Linked DNA regions of Mus musculus: all the other regions are linked to region 3. A link is a contact called in public HiChIP or PLAC-seq data. All regions are on one chromosome and are shown on one strand. The core of a region is the stretch at or near the end of the contact, and the rest is flanking DNA. Distances in the headings are between cores, read along the strand shown.

Region 1 (4,101 bases), core at 1,336-3,835, 550 kb before region 3:
ATTAAAGGTGTGCACCTCCACTGCCTGCCTAGATAGGGTCTCTTTATGAAGTCTTGCTATTCTGAAACTCTCTGTGTAGACAATGCTGGCTGGCCTTGAGCTCACAGAAACCTGTCTGCCTCTGCTTCCTAAGTGCTGGAATCGAAGGAATGCATACATTTGACTTTTCTCAGCATTTTAAAAGGAAGCATCAAATATAAGGTCTTTTACACCTGGCCTTTTTCATCAACAAAACATTTAAGGGTTTTGTTTTGTTTTGTCTTTGTTTTGAGACAGGGTCTTACTTTATAGGCCTGGTTGGCCTGGAACCTGTGGAGATCCTCCTGTCTCTGTCTTCCAGGTTACACTCATATGTCACAATACCTGACTCAGCATTTTCAAGACCCGTCTGAGTTATACCATGTATCATGGCTTCCTTCATTTCAATGGCTGCATTACACTCTGTGGTCTGGACAATGTCATGTGGACACATTTGTCACTTGATGGGCATCTTTAGTTTTTGTACTTAAAAATATATTATTTTACTTTTATGTTTGCCTTGGGTTATCTAAAGGAACAGAACTGATAAAATGAATATATATCAAATATATTAAAAGAGTATTAGAATGACTTACCGGCTGTAGCCTGGTATTCCAACAATAGCAGTATTCCAGTGGGAAGGCCAAGAATCTGGCAGTTGTTCAGTCCCCAAGACTGGGTGTCTCAGCAGTACCATCTAGTGCTGGAGTCCTAGAGGATTCCTGAAGAGATGCTGGTCTTTGGTCTATGTTGAAATCCTAAAAAAAAAAAAAAAAGTAGATCCTAACACCAGCAAAGGAATGACTCACCAACAAAACAGATGAACAAGCCAATAAGAGTGAGGGAAAATGGGGGCAGGGGAGGAAGCAAGTTTCCTTCTTCCATGTTCTTTTATATGACCTGCTACCAGGAGGTATGACCCAGAGTTAGGTCTCCCCTCCTAACTGAAGCAACCAAGTAAATCCCTCAAAGGAATGCTCAGCTGCTTGAGTTTTAGTTGATTCCAGATATAGTCAAGTTAACAGCCAAAGTTAGTCATTACAAAGTGTATGGATGGATGCCTTGCCTGCATGTATGTGCATCATATGCTTGCAGTGCCTGTCAAGGCCAGAAGAGGGCATTAGATCCCTCTGAGCTGAAACTACAGAACATTATAAGAACCCACACTCAGGTTCCTGTGTTTGAGAAGCAAGCTCTCTGAACTTCTGGGCCATCTCACCAGCCCTGGCTCTACTTTTTGGCTATGATAACAAATGCACATACAAAAAGTATGTGGATCTGTTCTTGTATGGATGTGTTTTCATTGCTCTTGGTTGAACATACACATGTTTCAACATATGGGTAAATCCTTGAGCCAAATGTCTTGATTATCAACCCCACCTCAAGACAAAATCAGATTCCTTTGGGGAAATTTAGAAGTTTTATGACGATAAGACTTTCCTCTCATGACAGTGCAAAGATGGCTATTTGTTGTCACAGGTATCTTTTAGAAATGAGTATTTTCATGAAAGTATATCACACACATACAGAATTACAGAGAGTGTGGGAACCGTGGTTATTGCAAGTTCAGCTCATATTTTGGTCTCTATTTACTCTTCAAGTAGAGAAGTGAAACACTTTGGGTATCTGGGTACTTGCATGCATAGAGATATTACTGGATTTAGAGTCACTGCCTGAGTCCCAACAAGCCAGATTGGGCTGCTCATCCTTAAACTCGTTAAAAATGCCAAGTCAAGGCGCAAGAGAGATGGCTCAGTGGTCAAGAGAGCGGCTGCTTTTGTAGAGGACCCATGTCAGACAGCTCACAACAACTTGCAATTCCAACTCCAGTGGCTTCTACACCCCTTACGGGTCTCTATAGGCACCCACACATCCACACCACACACACACACACACACACACACACACACACACACACACACACACACAGACAGAGAGACAGAAACAGAGAGAGACAGAGACAGAGAGAGACAGAAGCACAGAAACAGACAGACAGAGAGCATACACTCACACAGACACATTTATACATAAATGGAATGGAAATACACCTTTTCAAAAGGAGACAAATTAATAAACAGAAAGGGAGCGATTTATCCACCATGGCTACATTGGGAAGAAGGATAGTGGGATCCAGCAATCCTCTGCCCCAAGTCCATCTTCTAGACGCTGACATGAGCTTAAGGTCGAGAGGTCAGGTATGCATAACTGTGCAGCCCTGATCAAAGTATGGCTCCTTGGCCCACGGTTATTTCAGCTCCCAAGTCTTTCCTACAGTGTCCTTGGACAAGTTGTAAATCTTTCTTCAGGAGACAAAATCCTCTCCCAGTTGTTGCAGCACTTACACCTTTTCTCCCCCCGCCCCCCCCACCCCCGCTGCCCCAGATTTCTGGGGAAAATCTAATTTATTTGGGCCCATTGTCTCAACAGACTGATAACCAAAGAGAGGGGCAGGGATATTCATTCCTCCGAGGCAGCCCATTAAGAGGCATCCTTTAGGCTGGTGCTTGGCTGTGTTCTGATAGCATGACATATTTACAAATACGTCTTTCAATTCCCCTTTTCTCAACAAACAGAGCCAATCTCCTGCCAATACAATGTTGGGACTTCCTGTTTCAGTACAAATATTGAGTTAGCTTTCTCATCGTGACAAAATAGTTGTCAAAACTAACTTCAGGAAGTTATTTTGGCTCCTGATTGAGGCTCCTGCAGACAAGGCGAGGCAGCAGGGAGATGAGGCAGCGGGTCACATCACGTTCACAGTTAGCACACAGATGAATGCTGGCGCTCAGTCATCTCCCTCTCTTCTTTCATGCAACCTGGGTCCAAGTCCATGCACTTGTGTGCTTGGTATCATAGATAGGAAATTGCTATTTTAAGGCAAGATCACCAATGCATGCATCTATCCATCCATCCTTCCTTCCTTCCTTCCTTTCTTTGTTTTGTAAAAAATTCATCTTGGATGTCCTGAAACTTGCTCTGTGGACAATGCTGGCTTCAAACTCAAGAGCTCTGCCTGCCTCTGCCTCCCAAGTGCTGGACTGAAGGTGTGTGTCACCATGCCCAGCTAAAGGTTTAGCTCTTACCTTCAGATCTAGGGCTCATTCTTTAAGATTTATTTTTGCCTAATTAATTTTTAACTATTTTATGTATATAGGTGTTTTGTCTGCATACATGTCTGCACACCAGTGCCAATGGAAGCCATATGAGAGCTTCAGATCTCCTGGAACTGGAGTTACAGGTGGTTGTGAGCTGCCATGTGAGTGCTGGGAAATGAATCCAGGTCCCCTTGAAGAACAGCCAGTGCTCTTAGTCATTGAGTCATGGCTCTATCCCCTAGGTCTCATTTTCATCATAATGTTGGCAGGTATTACACTGGATAGATTTGTCTTCGTTTTTCTGTGTACAAGGATAGCAATACTAGAACCATGTTTAAAAAGACCATTCCTTCCCCCCATTGAACTGTCTTGTCCTCTCATTTAAAATGAAAGATCTATTCCTAGAATTTCAATTCTATTTATTCCATTGATCTCTGTTGTTATTGTGTTAGTTTTTTGTTTTGTTTGTTGTTGGTAGTTTTGCTTTTTGTCAACCTGACACAAGGTAGAGTCACCTGGGAAGAGGGAACCTATTGGCCTGTAGGCAGGTCTTTGGAACATTTTCTTTTTTAATTATGGATATGGGAGGGCTCAGATAGTGGTTGGTGCCACCCCAGAGTGAGTGGTCCTGGGCTACATAAAATAGCAAATTAAGGAAGCTTTGAGGAGCAAGTCAGTAAGCAGCATCCCTCCATAGCCTCTGCTTCCGTTCCTGCCTTGGCTTTCCACAATGATGGACTATGGCTGGCATGCATAAGCCAAATAAACTCTTTCCTCTGTGTGCTGGACAGTTTTATGTCAACTGACATAAGCTGAAGTCATCTGAGAGAGGGGAACCTCAATTTTAAAATAAAAGAAAAAGAAAAAAAAAGAAAAGAAAATGCCTCCATAAGATTAGGTTTCCATAAGATAGGCAAGCCTATGAGGCATTTTCTTAATTAGTGACTGATGGGGGAGGGCTCAGCCAAATGTGGGTGATGCCAGCCCT
Region 2 (4,097 bases), core at 503-3,002, 870 kb after region 3:
CTCCTTCAAACTTCTGGTGACAACCTTCTCAGTCAAACAGAGAAGCAGTGTTGACTCAGGGCCTGAACTGGTGACTCACTCTGGGTGAGCCAGCAGAGGCCTGACCCCTGGTGGACGCTGGGGGAGGGGGGTGGGGGGTGGGCTGTAAGTTCTGACTGTGAGGGTCTACTGGGTGGTGAGGACTTACTGGAGCTTGGGCTACTTACTGGCAAGGCCCAGGCAGTGCAGCCAGGGCAAACCACTAGGAAGGGCTAAAGCCTCTGCTTGCTTCACTGGGCACAACAGGGAATTCCTTCTCCCTGGCCACAAGTCCCCATCCCTCACACGGACCAAGAGGAAACAAAGGAACATACCAGGCCCAAACACCTCTGCAGTGACTGGGCACACACCCAGGAGGAGGGGCGGCTGGATTCCAGGCTCCTTAGCTCCAGGAAGCAAGCTAGGCGCTTGGATTTCCATTGACCCCATTGCAAATTTCCCTCAGGTGCCCAGGCCTTTCCTCAGATGTTGGCCTCTCAGCCCAGTCCTGAGGACTAGAGACCAATGCTGGAACCCGGCTGCTCAGCCTTACCAACTTCCTACAGGTCCTTGGACCCTCATAATTCCACTGGGTTCTGGAACCCCAGGCTCCCCAGGCCCACCAGCTTCCCCCAGGCCCTCATCATTCCACTAGATTCTAGAAGCAAAGTCCCCTTACCCCCACCAGCATCTCCCAGGCCTCAGGTCTACATTCTTTTCCCAGGTTCTGGTACTCTGACTACCACAGACCCATAATTATGCACTCTGACCTAGAACACCCCAAACCGACTTAGCACTTCATCCTGGGTTCCTGCTCTGAAACCCCACCCCTTTCTTTATGTCCAAAATTCCTAGGGCCTGTGTCCTAGGGCCCGCCCCCTCAGAGCCAGACCGGCTGTGCACCCCTAGCTACTCCACAAATGACGGGATGAACGGCTCAGCATTGGTGTCCGAAACCTCCGATCCTTGCCCAATACCCGGGGCTCCGACGTCCCCATCCAGACCCTGCGACCCGGGACTTTGAGCCTCCAATCCTGGCCCTACACCCCGAATCCCGAATCCCAGCGCCACACCACAACCCCAACCCCCCGATTTCGGACCCACACCGCGAACCCTTGGCCTTGACTCTGCACCCCGGTTCCCCCTCCTAGCACTGCACTCCAACCCCCGATCCTAGCCCTGCAGCCCGGGTCCCGACGCCCGACCCCAGCCACACACCCCAAGTCACAATCCCGGCCCCACACCGCGAACACCGGGTTTTGGCCTGGAATCCTGACTCAGGGGTCCCAGCCCTACACTCCGAGGCCTCGACCAACAGATCCTGGCCCTGCACCCCTGGGCCCCGACCCTGCCCCGCACTCGGATCACCTGGGCCCAGTCCAGACCCTGTACCCCAACCTCCCGTCCAGGCCCGGCACCCTGACAACTCATCATCCCACACCCTTCCTGTCCCCCAGCAGCTCTCTAGGACGCCCATCCCCCGCTCACCGCACCAGCAGGGTCCACCAGGCTCCCGCCGCGCCCCGCCGCTCCCTGTGCCCGCTCACTTCCGGTTCCGCGGAGGCGGGGCCGCATCCGGGGCCACGCAAGATCCCGCCCTATTCCAGGCCGTCCCCGCCCCGTATTCCTGTTAGCTGATCAAGAAAGCAGGATACACAGTTCCAGGACTCATAGGCAGCTCGGCCGCCAGTCAGCTGCGGAGATCCGATTTAGAAACACCCGTCAAGCCCTGTCCAACACACATTCACCCTCAACCCAGCTTCCAACCATGTATCCACCCTGCAACTCTCTACCCACGCATGGATCTACACAGCATCATTCACTCCCCTGTCAATCTTCTACCCACCAATCCACCAATCTGTCCTTCTGCCCATCTACCCATACACCCACTCATCTAGCCATACATCTGTTCATCCATTCTTCCATCTATCTGCTTCCTATTGTGATCAAAAAACTGAACCCTGTCTCGAAAAACAAACAAAACAAAACAAAACAAAAAGAACTGATCAAATACAGCTTGGGGAGAAAACTGCTTATTTGGCTCATAAATTATAGTCCATCACTGAGGGAAGGAAGTTAGAACAGGAACTCAGGCAGGGCAGGAACTGAAACAGAGACTATGAAGGAGTGCTGCATACTGGCTTGCTCAGCCTTTCTTTCACATCCCAGGTCTACCAGTGTAAGGGTGGCAACCCACAACGGTGGGTTGGGCCCTTCTGAATCAATCAGTAACCAAGAAAATGCCCCCACAGACTAGCCTACAGGCCAGTCTGATGGCAATTCATCAACTGAGGTTTCCTCTTCCAAGATTACTCTAGTGTCAAGTTGACAAAAACTAACCAACATGTCACCTATACACCCATGTGTCAACCATCCATCTACTTATCTATCCATCCACTCATCTATCTGTCCTAGTTGACATTAACTGTCAACTTGAAACAGCCTAGAATCACATTTTTTTTTAAAAAAATCTCAAATGTGTACTTGTCTTATTTAGGTTATTCTGTGGGCATGATTGTCTTGATACAGGAGGGCCAACCCACTGTGGTCCATCCCTAGACAGGTGTCCTGGACTGTATAACAAAGCTAGCTAATAAGGCAGCGGCCAAGTGGATCACTTAGAGGCCAGTCTGGTCCTGATCAGCCAAGTGAGGGATTCTGTCTCTCCTGCCCCCCTCTCCAGAAGGAGGAGGAGGAGAAAGGAGATGAAAGAGGGAGGTTAGGGATGTAATTCAGTGGTAGAGTGCCTGTCTAGTATGTACAGGGCCCTGGTACCAACCTTAGCACCACAAGGCAGAAAACAAAAGGCTAAACTGTCAAAATTTATGAATAGATCAGGAAGGAAAAAGAGATGTCAGGTGTCAGAGGAGAATGTTCCCATGTGTGTGTGCACAATTCACATGTAAGTGTGCATTCAACTGCATGAGCACACATACAGAGGTCCAAGGACACATTCTGGCATCTTCCTCAGGAAGGCCACTCACTGCTTGAGACAGGATCTCTCTGGCCTGCAGTTCATCCACTAGGCTAAGCTGGCTGGTCAGCAGGCCCCAGAGATCCTCCTGTCTTTGCTTCTCTGCTGAGGGGATTGCAAATGTGCACCACTCCACCCACCATCCTCTCATTGGTTCTGAGGATCACACTCAGTCCCTCATGCCTGCAGAGCAAACACCCAGCCATCTCCTAGCATAGGGTAGTTGTTGTTGTTCTTGTTGTTTTAGTAAAACCATGGTCTCAAGTGTTTTGTTAAATAAAAACTACAGGCATCATTTTATACTAAGTACCTAAACCGTGCCCAACAAGTGGGGTCAGTCACTTAAGCTAAGTTCCACGTACCCAAGCTGAAAAGCCAAGCTCTATTCTTGAACCAGGGACAGTGGTGTGTGCCTGAGTCCCTGTGATGGGGCACCTGAGACAGGAAGATGGCTTTTGCCTGAGCACCATAGTTGAGAACTCACCTCCAAACCAGAGATTTGTTTACCCTTCTGAGAAGAGGTAGCAGCTAGAAAATCAGTAACTTCCAAATCACACAAGGACCCCCCTCTTGCTGTAACTCTCACATGGGAACAGCTTAGAATCAGAGGTGCAGGTCAGTGAGATGGCTCAGTGGGTAAAGGTGCCTGCCACCAAGCCTGACAACCTGAGTTCAATGCTAGTAAAATAAGTAGCCCACTGTGTGTCTTGGTTTCTTCAAACTATTCACTGGGGTGTACCTCAAAACTACCACCAAACAAACAACACAGCCTTCTCCCCTCAGCTCCAAAGAACTACTGACTCAACAAAGTGCTGCTATATTCTAGACTCAAAGTCAATTAAGATCCATCAACTAATGAATAATTTGCCCCCATAATATTCACAAAAGCCTGAGGTCAGAAGAACAAGTGAACAGTGTTTTCTGGCCACAGCAGAACTGCTGTACTCAAGAACTCCTAACAGCTGTAGTTGCTGGCACAAGATTAAGCCAATCAACATCCCAGAATGGACTGGGGATGGGGCTCCCACCACTAGCTCAGGAGCTATTGGCAGTTGATAGCTGCTGGAGGGGGTAAGACTGGTTTTGTTGATGGTATGGTTCCTGG
Region 3 (4,145 bases), core at 1,312-3,811:
TGAAATAAGCCTGCGATCCCATACTCTGGGTGACATTGTGTCCCACGTCATTCAGAGCTTCGGCCATCTTCTGAGGAAACAGGAAGGGAAAAGCAATCACCCCAGTGCCCTCAAGTTGCAACTAAAGGCCATCTCTGTACTGTGGCTTTCCAGTTCCTGAGTGGTTTTATATTGTTTAAAACAGGATCCCATGTAGTCCAGGCTGGTCTCAAACTGGTAATCCTCCTGCCTCATCTCCCAGAGTGTAAGAATTACTGATGTGTAGCCACACATAGCTTTGTTGGATTTGTTAAAAGTGGCTACCTTCTCTGAGTTGCTTTTTTCTTTCGTTTTTTTGTTAATTTGTTTGAGACAAAGTTTCACTATGTATCTATTATCTATGACTGGCCTCGAACTTACTATGTAAAACAGGCTGGCCTTGAATTCTTAGAGATCCCCTTACCTCTGCCTCTGGAGCACTAAAATTACTGAGTGACAGGCACATGCCACCACACACCCATTCCTGGATTTTCATGGAAGTTCTGACTCCTGGATCATCTTCCCTCAGGACTTGTGATCTCCCCTGAGATCTGCACATCATGTATACACTTTTACTTAAAAGCCAAAGAGGAAGCTAGACATGGTGTTGTGATACCTGCCATCCCTATAGGAGACAGAAGGATCGGGAATTCCAGCCTGGGCTATATGAAACCCTGTCTAATTGGATGGATTGATGGATGGATGGATGGATGGAGTCGCAGAGTCCCATTCTTGACAGACCTGGTCCTTACACACCTGGCACTGTTCCAAGTTCTTCCTATGACTACACCACCCTCAGTGGCAGGACCCATTTCCTGTAATGTGAGTATGGGCATAGTTGTGATCCTAGACCTGTTGGGCAGCTCAGGGTGGAGCTGCTGGCCATGCTTCTGTGTTATAGTAGTCTAGGTGGACTTACAAAAGCTGCTGTGGGTGAAGCAGATAGAAACTAGGCATGCCAGTTGAGTGGAATGCTAGAATACAAAGGTAGGTACCACTGTCACTAGGCACATGCTAAGCAGTCTTGTCATCTGGGTACTCAGGTGATCAGAATCCAGCAAGGCCACAGTAACCACAGAGCACCACAGGATGCCTGAGAGATCTTGGAGACAGGTAACTGAGAAGTCAGAGCTCACATCTAATTTCTGGCTTCATCACAGAGACTAAAACCTACACTAAGCATTCTGCCTTTGAAGGCTTGCTTCTCACCTTCCAGGATATGGGCCAAGGCCTTTGCTCTTTCTAGAACCCACTTGCTAAAAAGATGAGAAAAGACACTGCTCTTCAGCGATCTGCCAAGGCCCAGGTCTACCCTGGGGTGACGTAAGTGACTGCTTTCTGAGGGAATCTCCCAATTGGCAATAAAGTAGATTGCCAATGATGCTCTGACAGTGATGCTCTGACTGGACAGGTCTCTGTGGTGACTGCTGACCACACTGGAGATTAAAGCCTTCATAAATCCCCAAGCTCTTTCATGTATGCGTACACGGAGTCCCTGCTTCCTCTGCCCTACTTCCCTAAGTACCAACCTCATGTGCCCTTCCGCCCACCTGCTTGGGCAGAAGACCAAAACAATCTTTGGGCCTTTGCCTTACCCCCAAAGTCCAGCCAGGGCAGGAGGGGGAGTGGTGAGGTCTCATCCAGGTACCAACTAGAGTCAGGCTATTTGAAACAGGACCATCTCTCCTATTGCTGAGTATCCAAGGAAACTTTAGCCTTAACCCAATCAAAAAATTGAAGCTGAGGAAGGGAGGCACTTACAAGACAGGAGTCAGGTCCCACCAAGGAGTACTCTAGCTTCAGGGAGTCATGGCAGCCACCCCCAGGTCCTGGCCTGCCACTGTCCATTGAGACGCTGGCCATCCCCAGAGCTTTGGTTTTGCACTGCCCACTTGGGCCACGGCTGTCCCCACAGGCTTACCGGAGAACGTTTTATCCCAGAGCCCTGGACTGGATACTACTCACCTGAGGATCCATCTCTGCCCACTCCAGTCACTGCCTAATCCAGATCTCTAGCTTGTCACTGCCCACCTGGGCATGCACTGTTCCTAGAGCCCTGACCTAGCCACTGCCCAACCCAATAGCCTCCACTCTAGAGCCCTGGCTGGTCACTTCCCGCCCAGGGATCCTCTGCCGAACAGCCTTTGCCTGCCACTGCCCATTTAAGCCTTTACTATCTTCGGATCACTGGTCTGGGCACTGCCCACTTAGTCCATGGTTGTCCCCACAGACCCGACCTGAGCACTGAGTCCCTGGGTCTTGCTGCCCCCAACCCCTGGCTCGCTTGGCATTACCCACTCGTTCCACCGCTGTCGCCACAGCACTGGCCTGGGCACTGCCTCCTTGGACCATGCTGCCCACACAGCCCCAGCCCGGTACTGCCTACTCGGGCCATGCTTGTACCCAGAGCTCCACAGTCATCCCGCAAACCTCACCCTGCTCCGCGGAGGAACCTGCCATCACTGGGAATCAAGACCCGCGGCCGCCGCCACAGACGCCTTCCAGAATCTGATGCAACCGCGGCGCCGGAAGTCCCGCCCCACCAGTCGTCTTCCGGGCATGTCCAGTAGCTAGGCAACTGCAAACTGACGCCGACGTGGGGCATGATGGGAGAATACTATGGTTTACGCTGGCGCGGAACTTAATAGACACCAAAGGGCTAAGACAGTGAGAAGCGCAAACCCGGGCTGCTGAAGAGGGCTGGGAGGGGCGGGACGAAATGGGGGAGTGGGAGGGGCGAGGAGCTGGGTAGAGGGGCGGGGCAAAACGAGTAGAGATTAAAGAGATGCAAGGGAAAGGGTGGGGCAAGGGACTCAGCGACTGGAGGAGAGGGGCGAGGAAGACGCCTTTTTCTGAGACACTCTCCAAAAGGCCACACAAGCCTGGAAACAGGTGGTTCCTGTTACACTCTCTCCTGAATCCTTTTATTTCCTGTGTGTTCCTTAATTCCTGATGTCGCCTCCCAAGACACACCATCAGAGGGAGGTTTATGAGAAGAAATGGAAAGTATTATTTTAGAAACATAGCCAGGTATATAGCGAGACCCTGTCTCACAATTTTTTTTTTTTTTTAAAAGCTCCGTTTTGAGGTTGGAAGATGGTTCGGTGGTCAAGAGCACGGCTGCTCTTCTGGAGGACACCGGTTTGATTTCTAGCACTCACAACTGCTCACAACCGGTTGTAACTTCAGTTCCATGGGATCCTAACCCTCTTTTGATCCTTGTGGGCTTTGCATGCCTGTGGTGAAAAAGACATGTGTTGTGTGTGTGTGCAGGGAAATAAATAAATACAATTATATATTCTGGTATATATATATTCTGGCAACCATGGTCTTAATTCCTGGAAACTCAGGAGGGAGAAGCAGGCAGTTCTCAGTGAGTTCCAAGTCAGCCATGGCTCCATAAGAGACTCTGTCTCAACATAAATAAATAATTAATTAAAAAATAATTGATACTTGGTAATATGTATTGTTTGGTTATGTACCCTTGGGACAAGGGACTGAGGTGCAAATTTTATATTTCAAAGCAAACCTGGCCTCCAGGTTCTCTCAGCATCCCTCAGTCCCTACCTGGCATACCCTTGCTGTAACCCTGAACTTTCCAGCCCAGGGGCTGGACTGCCCTTCCCCCAGAGGCTCTTCCCTATATAAACCAGATGTTTTGGTCTTCCTCATCGCTCCTCCTGTCTTCTCTATGTTCACACCCTTTCTCTTTCTCTCTCCTCCCCCACCATGGTGACTTCCTTGGCCTCAGTCCTTGGGGCCAGTGAACTTTCGCCTGAGAGCAGCTTCCTAATAAACCTGCCTATATGTACTCTAATCAGGCTTGAATTGGTTCATTTCATGGGCAGCAGAGAAATAATGTATCACATAGGTCTTAGTTAGGGTCTTACTGCTGTGAAGAGACACCATGACCAAGGCAACTCTTATAAGGACAACATTTAATTGGGGTTGGTTTACAGGTTCAGTGGTTCAGTACATTATCATCAAGGCAGGAGGTGAGAGTTAGACCTCTTCAGCTGAAGGCCGCTAGAAGACTGGCTTCCAGGCAGCTAGAATGAGGGTGTTAAAGCCCAAACCCACGGTGACACACCTATTCTAACAAGGCACTCCTAATAGTGCAACTCCCT

What was found. HiChIP or PLAC-seq counts read pairs in DNA pulled down with a chosen protein or histone mark.
Region 1: a contact with region 3 is called in an H3K4me3 HiChIP or PLAC-seq map of bone marrow-derived macrophages, with 3 times the contacts expected there. The contact joins the enhancer-like site here to the promoter of Cars in region 3. A contact is called at or near these places in 3 of 39 promoter capture datasets (liver, pre-B cells and stem cell-derived epiblast-like cells) and 3 of 115 datasets of contacts at active chromatin or transcription factors (astrocytes, bone marrow-derived macrophages and pro-B cells).
Region 2: a contact with region 3 is called in an H3K27ac HiChIP or PLAC-seq map of embryonic stem cells, with 3 times the contacts expected there. The contact joins the promoter of Cttn here to the promoter of Cars in region 3. A contact is called at or near these places in 2 of 39 promoter capture datasets (embryonic stem cells and liver), 1 of 484 Hi-C or Micro-C datasets (uterus) and 2 of 115 datasets of contacts at active chromatin or transcription factors (both in embryonic stem cells).

The regions. Positions count from the first base shown.
Region 1 is chr7:143,043,881-143,047,981 of GRCm38.p6, forward strand. It overlaps R74862 (expressed sequence R74862), which reads right to left. Exons shown (of 5, transcript NR_110354.1): 2 at 615-776. Among named protein-coding and RNA genes, the nearest start is that of Cd81, 6.8 kb to the right of the region's middle. Within about 2 kb of position 2,586, at least 18 of the 459 cell types and tissues checked have an H3K27ac peak or open chromatin away from gene starts, as enhancers often do. A contact at or near this core is called in bone marrow-derived macrophages, where this site is marked.
Region 2 is chr7:144,469,183-144,473,279 of GRCm38.p6, forward strand. It overlaps Cttn (cortactin), which reads right to left and starts at 1,753. Exons shown (of 18, transcript NM_007803.5): 1 at 1,507-1,753.
Region 3 is chr7:143,597,529-143,601,673 of GRCm38.p6, forward strand. Cars (cysteinyl-tRNA synthetase) reads right to left here and starts at 2,562. Exons shown (of 23, transcript NM_013742.5): 1 at 2,454-2,562. The coding sequence starts at 2,478. Gm15579 (a long non-coding RNA gene) reads left to right here and starts at 2,576. Exons shown (of 2, transcript XR_870064.3): 1 at 2,576-2,685; 2 at 3,095-3,330.